2 separate regions of the Sus scrofa genome follow, and region 1 is linked to region 2. The links are chromatin contacts, called in public Hi-C maps. All regions are on one chromosome and are shown on one strand. The core of a region is the stretch at or near the end of the contact, and the rest is flanking DNA. Distances in the headings are between cores, read along the strand shown. Region 1 has its middle 77 kb from the start of ZCCHC2. Region 2 has its middle 230 kb from the start of PHLPP1.

Evidence for each region. Hi-C and Micro-C count contacts between places; a contact is called where the count stands out from the background.
Region 1: a contact with region 2 is called in a Hi-C map of skeletal muscle, with 4 times the contacts expected there. The contact joins two enhancer-like sites. A contact is called at or near these places in 12 of 47 Hi-C or Micro-C datasets (embryonic fibroblasts, heart right ventricle, liver and 6 more) and 1 of 2 datasets of contacts at active chromatin or transcription factors (skeletal muscle).

Annotation. Positions count from the first base shown.
Region 1 is chr1:159,097,376-159,101,602 of Sscrofa11.1, forward strand. No RefSeq gene overlaps it. Among named protein-coding and RNA genes, the nearest start is that of ZCCHC2, 77 kb to the left of the region's middle. Within about 2 kb of position 2,381, at least 4 of the 83 cell types and tissues checked have an H3K27ac peak or open chromatin away from gene starts, as enhancers often do. A contact at or near this core is called in skeletal muscle, where this site is marked.
Region 2 is chr1:158,632,057-158,636,150 of Sscrofa11.1, forward strand. No RefSeq gene overlaps it. Among named protein-coding and RNA genes, the nearest start is that of PHLPP1, 230 kb to the right of the region's middle. Within about 2 kb of position 1,340, at least 15 of the 83 cell types and tissues checked have an H3K27ac peak or open chromatin away from gene starts, as enhancers often do. A contact at or near this core is called in skeletal muscle, where this site is marked.

The DNA of each region.
Region 1 (4,227 bases), core at 1,131-3,630, 470 kb after region 2:
ATTACTAAGGGGTTAAGACACATGACACTGGGCCTCTGGACAACCTTGTTCACTACAAGGTTTCTCTGGATTTTTTTTCCTCTTTCTTTCTTTCTTTCTTTATGGAGGTTCCCAGGCTAGGGGTCTAATTGGAGCTGTAGCTGCTGGCCTTCGCCAGAGCCACAGCAACACAGGATCCAAGCCATGTCTGCAACCTACACCACAGCTCACGGCAACACTGGATCCTTAACCCACTGACTGAGGCCAGGGATCGAACCTGGAACCTCATGGTTACTAGTCAGATTCGTTAACCACTGCACCATGACGGGAACTCCTCTCTGGACTTTAAAAGTGAAAAAAAACCCACAGCATTGCCACAAGATGGTTGAATAGACAATCCATTTACATATAAATAGACACCATAGGCTTGGAAACTACATGAATGTGTTTTCTTGATCCAAGAAGAGCTACATCAGTGTAAAAACTATAACAGTAAAAATTATGTATCAGATGAAGCTGAGGATGTGATGAGTAACTTTAAAATCACATTGGTAGCTTTTACAAAATTACGTCTAACCTTTATGGACCTCAAGTAGATGGTAGATGGAGGGTAGTCTCTGTATGGGTGTGTGATTGACCTTACTGGACAACGTGCCAGGCCCCAAGCAAGGTATGGTGTATATACTGGTGACCTGATGTTAGAACTCCTGGCTCAGATCATGACTCATGCAACACAGACAGATGGTATCTGCCCTCAGAGTTATAGTTGTATGTGTATGAGTGTATATACGTGTGTGTGTATATGAATGTGTAGGAGTGTGTACATATGTGTACGTGCATGTGTGTGTAGAATTGAACCTCATTATTAATGGATTCTGTACAGTCATCCCTCAGTATTTGCCAGGGGATTGGTTCCAGGACCCTGGGGATTTATCAAAATCCATGGATGCTCAAGTCCTTTACATAAAATGTCTTAGGACATCTGGCTCTTCGTGTCTACAGGTTCTGCATCTGTGGATGAAACTGTATATCTGCTTTTTGTTGACTTCATGGTTTAAAATGCCCCCAAATGTAGTGCTGGAATGCTGTCTGGGGTCCTAAGTGCAAGGAATCTGTGACTTGCCTCATGGAGAAAATACGTGGGCTGGATAAACTTCCTTTAGGCATGAGTGTCAGTGTTGCTGTCATAGTTCAAGGGGATTTATTAGCAATGTATATTATGGAAGGTGTCTTCAAACAGAAATGCACATAAAGCAAGGTTATGTATTGACCCATTGCTGGAAAAAAAATGTTGGGGCCAAAAGCTTGAAGGAAACTCACCTTGTATTTTCTCTAGAGAGGTTTTACCAAGTTAGCATATGTAGTGACTTAGCTACCATAAGTACTGTAAGAAGAATTATATATAGATATACATCACACACACACACACACACACACACACACACACACACACACACAATTTTATATGGAGTATTGATAGAATTCCACATGATGAGGGGCGGCATCTACAAAAATCTATACAGTTGCTCAACCAGCACTCAGGTGCATCATGTGCACACAGATGGGAGGGGAATGTGTTAAGATAACTATACCAGGTGGGAAAAAAGCTAAAAAGCTATTTGATTTGGAGAGGACTTCTGATTTGTAGACCAAAGAGCCTAACATCTGCATCTTTCATTTAAGGCAGGAAGGTATAGAGAAGAGGAAGGAGAGGGAAAACAGGAAAACTCACAGGGATCCCTACCAGTGACACAGGGATAGAGGGCTGGGAAGACCTGACTTGCTGATCCTGTGGGGGGCTGAGAAAGAGCAGATCTAGATTTAATCACAACACAGTGGGTTCCAAGGATGACTATTAGAGATGTTAAAGCTTTCCTATAATTTTCCTGTTATTTTTAATCCCCATCCTCTGGCTGTTTTCCTGCTCTCACCAGCACTAAATTGCCTTGGATGGCTTCAAAAATGTTTCCTAAGCTTATTTAGAGTTGGAGGGGAGCCAGAGAGACGTATAGCTGGGCTCCTTTTTTTTTTTCAGCTGTACCCGAAGTGTGCAAAAGTTCCCGGACCAGAGATTGACCCTGAGCCACAGCAGTGACAATGCCGGATCTTTAACCACTAGGTCCCCAGAGAACTCCCAGGCCCCTTCTTACAGTGCTCAAGTGGGAGAAGGAAGCCTGGGAAAAGCAGATGGTGACAGCTAAGGAGAGTAGTGTTAGGACCCACTGAGAAGAGAAACAAGGGGGTATTCCCACCACGCAGACATTGTTCTAAGACAGTACCCACAGGGAGATAGTCCCTGGTGACTTTCTAACGGCCAGCCATCCAATAGGAGTCTGGACCTTTAAGAACCAATTCAGGAAGTTCTAAGGACTCCAGGGATCAGGACTTGAAACAGCTTGTGACCAGTCCCAAGGGCTTTGTTGACCAGGGAACAAGGAAGGTCACTCCCTGGCCTGAGGGGCAGTGTCATTTCCCACCTGAAGGAATACCAAATTACTCTGAAATTTAACTCAACTACTCAACAATGCTTTTGTTTCTGTATCCAGGGGAAAAGGATCTTTCTACTGGGAAGTAGAAAATAAAAATAACCTTCAAGATTGAAACCCAGAGAGGGAGGGTCCCTCTGGCTTGAACATCCTGAGTCAAGAGACAGTGAGAGCAGACTGGCCTTCAAGCTCAGATGGACCACATTAAGGGAGGGGGCTGGGAGCTAATTCGGGGATGGGTGTCTGAAGAACCAGCTCAATGAGAGGGAAATGACAAATCTCCATGACAAGTGTGACATCATCATTTAAGAAAAAGAGGAAAGGTGGAATCTGGCTTGGATAGACAAGGAAGTGCTAATTCCTGGCTAGAGTCTATCATTAAGCAGTTTTTGGCCCCAGTCATGGGTTCTAAGAACAGGTGGTACCAAACTAATCACAGTTCCCATTTTATAGGATGACTAGCAGATTAACAAATCAAGGGCAGGCTTAGAGCTCAGAGATGTGGATTTTGCCAAAGGCTCTCATGGTACCATGTTAATAAGATGGAGACACGTGAACTGGATGATATCACGTCATACCCGGGTGATCATGGATTATGACCATGGATGATCACCTGACCCAGAGCATGGTCCCTCCAAACTCCAAAACACAGGAAAATCAATGGGATTTTGAGCAAGGAGTTGAAAATTTACTACCTTTCTACCATGGCGCCTGAAGATGCATTCCTTCCCTAAATGAGCTTGTTTCATTTTTTAGATGAAATAATTTTATTGCCTGGGATTTTCTTTAAAGTAATGCATTGAGGATGGGGAGAAAGTGGATTGAAGTATGAACAGGACTGGCCATGTGTTGATCATTATTGAATTTGTTGAATAGCTACACAGACCTTCATTATGTTATTTTTACTCCTCTATGTTTGAAAAGTTTCTAAATAAATTAATACTTGTCATGACCCCTAGTTTTCCTCTTTCTTGATTTCTAGCAATTTTCCTAGAACATTATTTAATACTTCTGGACCGATGCATGTCCCTTGAACTAAATTAAATGAGCCAATGATCAAACCAGCTTTCTGTGCTGTTTCCTCTAAACTGTTTTACACACTTGAAAGGAAATCATGTCTTTGTTAAAATGATTACCAACTCAGAGGCAGAATAGTTTGTGGCTTGCCATGGGCTTCCATCAGTTAGTTTCTTTGCGGTTGAAAACTGTGCTCACAACTTAATGGAAAAATTCCATCTGGGAACTTCTCCCTGTGGGTCCATTTCTGACTCCCATATCCAGGTGAGGATAAGCACCACCACCCTTTTTTGGCTTTTTAGGGCCACACCCACCTCAGCATGTGGAAGTTCCTGGGCTAGGGGTCAAATCAGAGCTGCAGCTGCTGACCTACACCACAGCTCATAGCAACGCCAGATCCTTAACCCACTGATCGGGGCCAGGGATTGAACGGGCATCCTCATGTATACTAGTCGGGTTCATTACTGCTGAGCCACCACAGGAACTCCAAGGATAAGCCCTTTTGCTGCCTACCGTGATGCCCAGAGATGTCTGAGGCTGACATTTGTTCAAGTCCTCAGCATTGAGTTTAGAAATATCTCTGGAAAAGTCTGTGAATCTGAGAATGCTGAGTGAAAATTCTGTTCACATCTGAGAGAACTATTTCTGTATCCTGTATAACTGAGATGGAGCAGGTAAACCAGGCACAGGTAAGACAGTCTCTGGTATATATGCAAATTAGGCTACATGCAAGCCCATGTATCAA
Region 2 (4,094 bases), core at 90-2,589:
TGGAAGCTTCCATGTATCACAGGTGCAGCCATAAAAAAAAAATACTGCTTAGAAAAAATACTGGAAAGAAATAAAATAATGGTGATGTGTTAATGAGATCATGGGTCATCTTTTTTCCTCATTAAGGTTTCTAACTTTTCCAGCTTTTGTGTGTGCATTACATTATAGTCAGAAAAAAGATATTATTGGCTATATTTTAAAATGTGTCCATGGCCTCTGGGGTGAGAGAAGGCTTTGTTCCATTTCTGGCATCTATATAAAGATAGTTAGTCATTTCTAGTGCTGAAAAGGAAGGGTACCAATTAAAAAGCCCACAAAGTGTTTGCAAAGTCGGTGCATTCTTTTATGCATAAAAATACGTTGAAGGCCTATAAAGCGCCAGGTGCAGAGCAAATCCTGAAATACAGATATTAGTGAGGTAGGGTCTCTCCTTCCAGGAGCTTACAAGATGAGAGATGCCCATTTAAAATCTTAGAATGAGAAGACACTGTATAAACAAAAGGTGGACCCAAATCCTTGAAGATGAATACTTTCTTCTTATCACCATTTTTAAACCTATCTAGTGATTTAAACAATCAACCAAATGTAAAAGAGTGATAACCTAAATGGGGGTCCCAAATATATTTTGCAAATCTGAACTTCTGAAAGTTTGGCTGTAATGCCCCCTTTCCAATTCACTCCACAGGAAGATAATGGAACACACCAGTACTTTCCTGAACATGATTTGTGCCCAAGACTTACTTCAGAGTTATATCTCCTCCTCCTATAAAAAGCAGCTCCCTATCCATAAATTGCACTGTACTGGACAGATCTTTCCGTTCACAGTCACAAGACCCCTCCAGTGCTATCATCTGGTTTGTGACATCCTGGATCCTCCCCAAGAAGAGACCAGCCCCTTGTTCTCCTGGGCAGTCCCTCTTCACTAAGGGAGTGTGGCCACAATTCTGTCTAGCAATAGCTCCACAGGAACCAAGCCAAACCAAAGCAAAACAAAAAACTTCCAACAACAACAAAAATCCAAAGCCCTCCTCCTTTTCTTTTTAAGCTAAATTTTGCAAGATCTGATCCATCTAGCATGGAAAGGTCCCAAACCATCCGAAGTGCTGACAAGCCCTGAAGCATCCCCAGTGAAACAGGCAGTTAAATGCCATGGAAAACTGCTCCTCACCCTAAACTCAAGCCTTTGTTTGATTAAGGATTAATCAAGGGAGATTAGTCTCCTGCCATAGCATGGTCTTGGGAGTGGTGAATGACAGATCTGGAAAGGACCCAGGGTCGCTGCATACATAGCTGTCTGTTTCAAAATGAGGCCTCAGAGCCCAAGGAACTAGCCTGAATTCCCACTGCTGGTCAGAGCCTCACAGTGAAAAACAAAACTGGAGCCTACAGAGTGTGTGTGTTCATGTGTGTGTGTGTGTGTGTGTTTGTGTGTGTGTGTATTCACCATGTACAACATGATAAAGATGGTCTCATCCACAAAATGGTTAATAAAAGGTGCTAAGAGTTTTGGAGCCAGCCGGCCTGCTCTGCCACCTCCTGGCAGTGCCCTGACCTTGGGCTGAGCTCTGGAATGTCTGAGCCTTAGCTTCCTGCGTCAGTGAGGATTATAATAGCCTTCACCTCCTAGAGCTACTGTCAAGATTATTCCAACCACTAAAATAAAGCAGTAACGCTACTTTAAAGCAGTGTGTGAATATTAACTCTCACAACTTTCAGAAATGCAAACAAACTAAAAGGGAAGTTTGGATATTTTCTCCCCACACCCAGCAGTTCCTCTGGCACATCCCTGAAAACATACCCCTGGGGAGACAGCAGTATCCTCCACGCTCCCTCCTCAGCCAGCAGAGGCCAGAAACATACCTTCTCACAAGGCTTTGTGCTGGTGGTGCTGGTGCCCCTCCAGCACCAGCTTTGTCCACACCCCTTCCCCCAGGGCCCTGCAGTGGGTCCTAGCAGAATCTTATTCAATCAGGCCACATTTCTTTCATCTGCTGAGAAGAGTCCTGCTCCCTGAGAAAACCCCAAAGGGTGCCTGTTGCACTTTGTCTTAGGTTCGTGAAGAATGACATGAAAGCAGTCAGCCCCCGGTGCTGCCCACTGTAGTGACAAAGGCAGAGATTCATTAAAGGCATAAAGCAGCTCATTATCCAGACTGCAGCTTATACTTGGTTTTGGACAATTTATTTGATATTTATTGATCATGGAGGATGTGAAATGGCCTGTCCTGGGCCAAATCAGCAATTTAAAAGAGATACAGGGGTCTGCCTGACCACAGCCAAAGTCATCTGTTCCCAGGCAATTCACAAGCATACCCTGGACAGAAGGCATGTGGGGCCAGCTTGCCACACATCTCTCACAGCTCCAAAGAATCCTATCAACTAAGCCGAACCACAGGAAACTGAGGCGACAGAGCCAATGTTTTGTCCCCCCCAAACATGCGAAAACAGTTCCACCTCACACCTGTACCAATAGGGGATGAATGAAATGCCAACAGCAGGACTCAGACAGCGAAGGGAGGGACTCTGCAAACCAATGAAATGGTGGTGCCCCACGAGGCCTTTCAGCTCCTGCAATAACTGAATTAACACAAGTCATGTTAATCAATCCAGGGAGGAAAATCAAAATTTTGTTGAATATCAGACATTTCAAAACTCGTAGTTAGTTCTGCTTCCGACACTGTCAAAGAGGTTGCCAGGGCAGGTGGCACCCTGCATTTCTTTATTTGTCATAACCCTGCGGCAAAAGCACCCCAAAATAGGAGAGGAAATAAATGAATGCACACATCCTAAGCTACCCGGAGGAAGGCTGGATGACAGTCTCGTCTTAAAAAGCTCTTCCCTCCCATTCCTTTCCAGTCCCGGGGCCGGGGCAGGAAGTGGAGGCTCACACAGCCCGAGGAGGATCTGACATCCTGGGGAGTTTCCTGGGGAAGGTGGGTGATGATCCCAAACTTTTGGTGATCTTCCTCCTCCCACTGGCCTCACACCTCAGTCTCAGAGGCCTGCGGAAGAGTGACTCTTTATCCAGTAAAGACTGAGCTCCTGTGCTGCTCAAAGCCCTGGGCTACTCGAAACTCAGTCACTACCACAGATTCCCAATCGAGACCCCGAACATCAAGAATGACCCGTGAGAGAGGGTCACTTCTTCCAAAAGTCTGAAATCAGGTGAAGTGGGATTTTTGTTCATTGTTGGGTGGACCTGACATTTATGATAACTGAAACCTACGGAAAATGCCCAGATGGGGCCCAGAGGCCGTCTGAGAGCCGTACAGCTGTGTGTTCAGGCGGGGAGGGGGGACGTCGCCTGAGTTTGAAGACACAGGAGAAATTATTTAGTGAGCACTTGCCTTATGCCAACCTTCTGGAAGAAGGATCTTCTCTGTCATCCCCCAGGCTTGGTCTACGTCTGCGGCTTCATCTCACACCCTCAGGCCCTGGGGCGTCGAGCGTTAACCACGAGGACACCCTAAAAGGACCAGGCTTGCAGCCAGGGTACCAGTCTGTCAGCACCGCCCCTACGCTCCTGCGGGAGTTTGGGACGACACACTGACCATGTGCAGCCCTGCCTGTCGCCCCGCCCTCCTGAGAGCCTTGCTCTCTGCTGCCCTGCGCCCCAGGGGAGGCGGGCTTTCCCAGAGCGAGGAGCGGTCAGCCTCCGCCAAGCTGGGCTGGGAGCTGAGCTGGCTGAGGATGGGGTTCAAGAGTCAGAAGCTCACTCACCCGGTGACATAAGTCACATTCTCAGTTGTGTCAGCTTTAAGTAGTAAAATAAAAGTAAGTAAATCTTTCTACTTATTTCTGCTTTGTTTTGTCTTTGGTTGGGAAGCAGGACAAGGAACAGGGATGCTGTTAAGGGCCACTCCCCCAATATTCCAACACTCCCCCTGCCCCCAGGGCTTTGACCTTGCAGTTTCCTCTGCCTGAAATTTTCATCTTTCAGATCCTATCTTGTCTTCTTTTCAATGTTTTACATCAAATACCATTTTTAGAGTTGCAGTGGTGGCTTAGCGGTAACTAACGGACAGGATCCATGAGGACGTGGGTTCGATCCCTGGGCCCGTTCCGTGGGTTAAAGATCCAGTGTTGCCGTGAGCT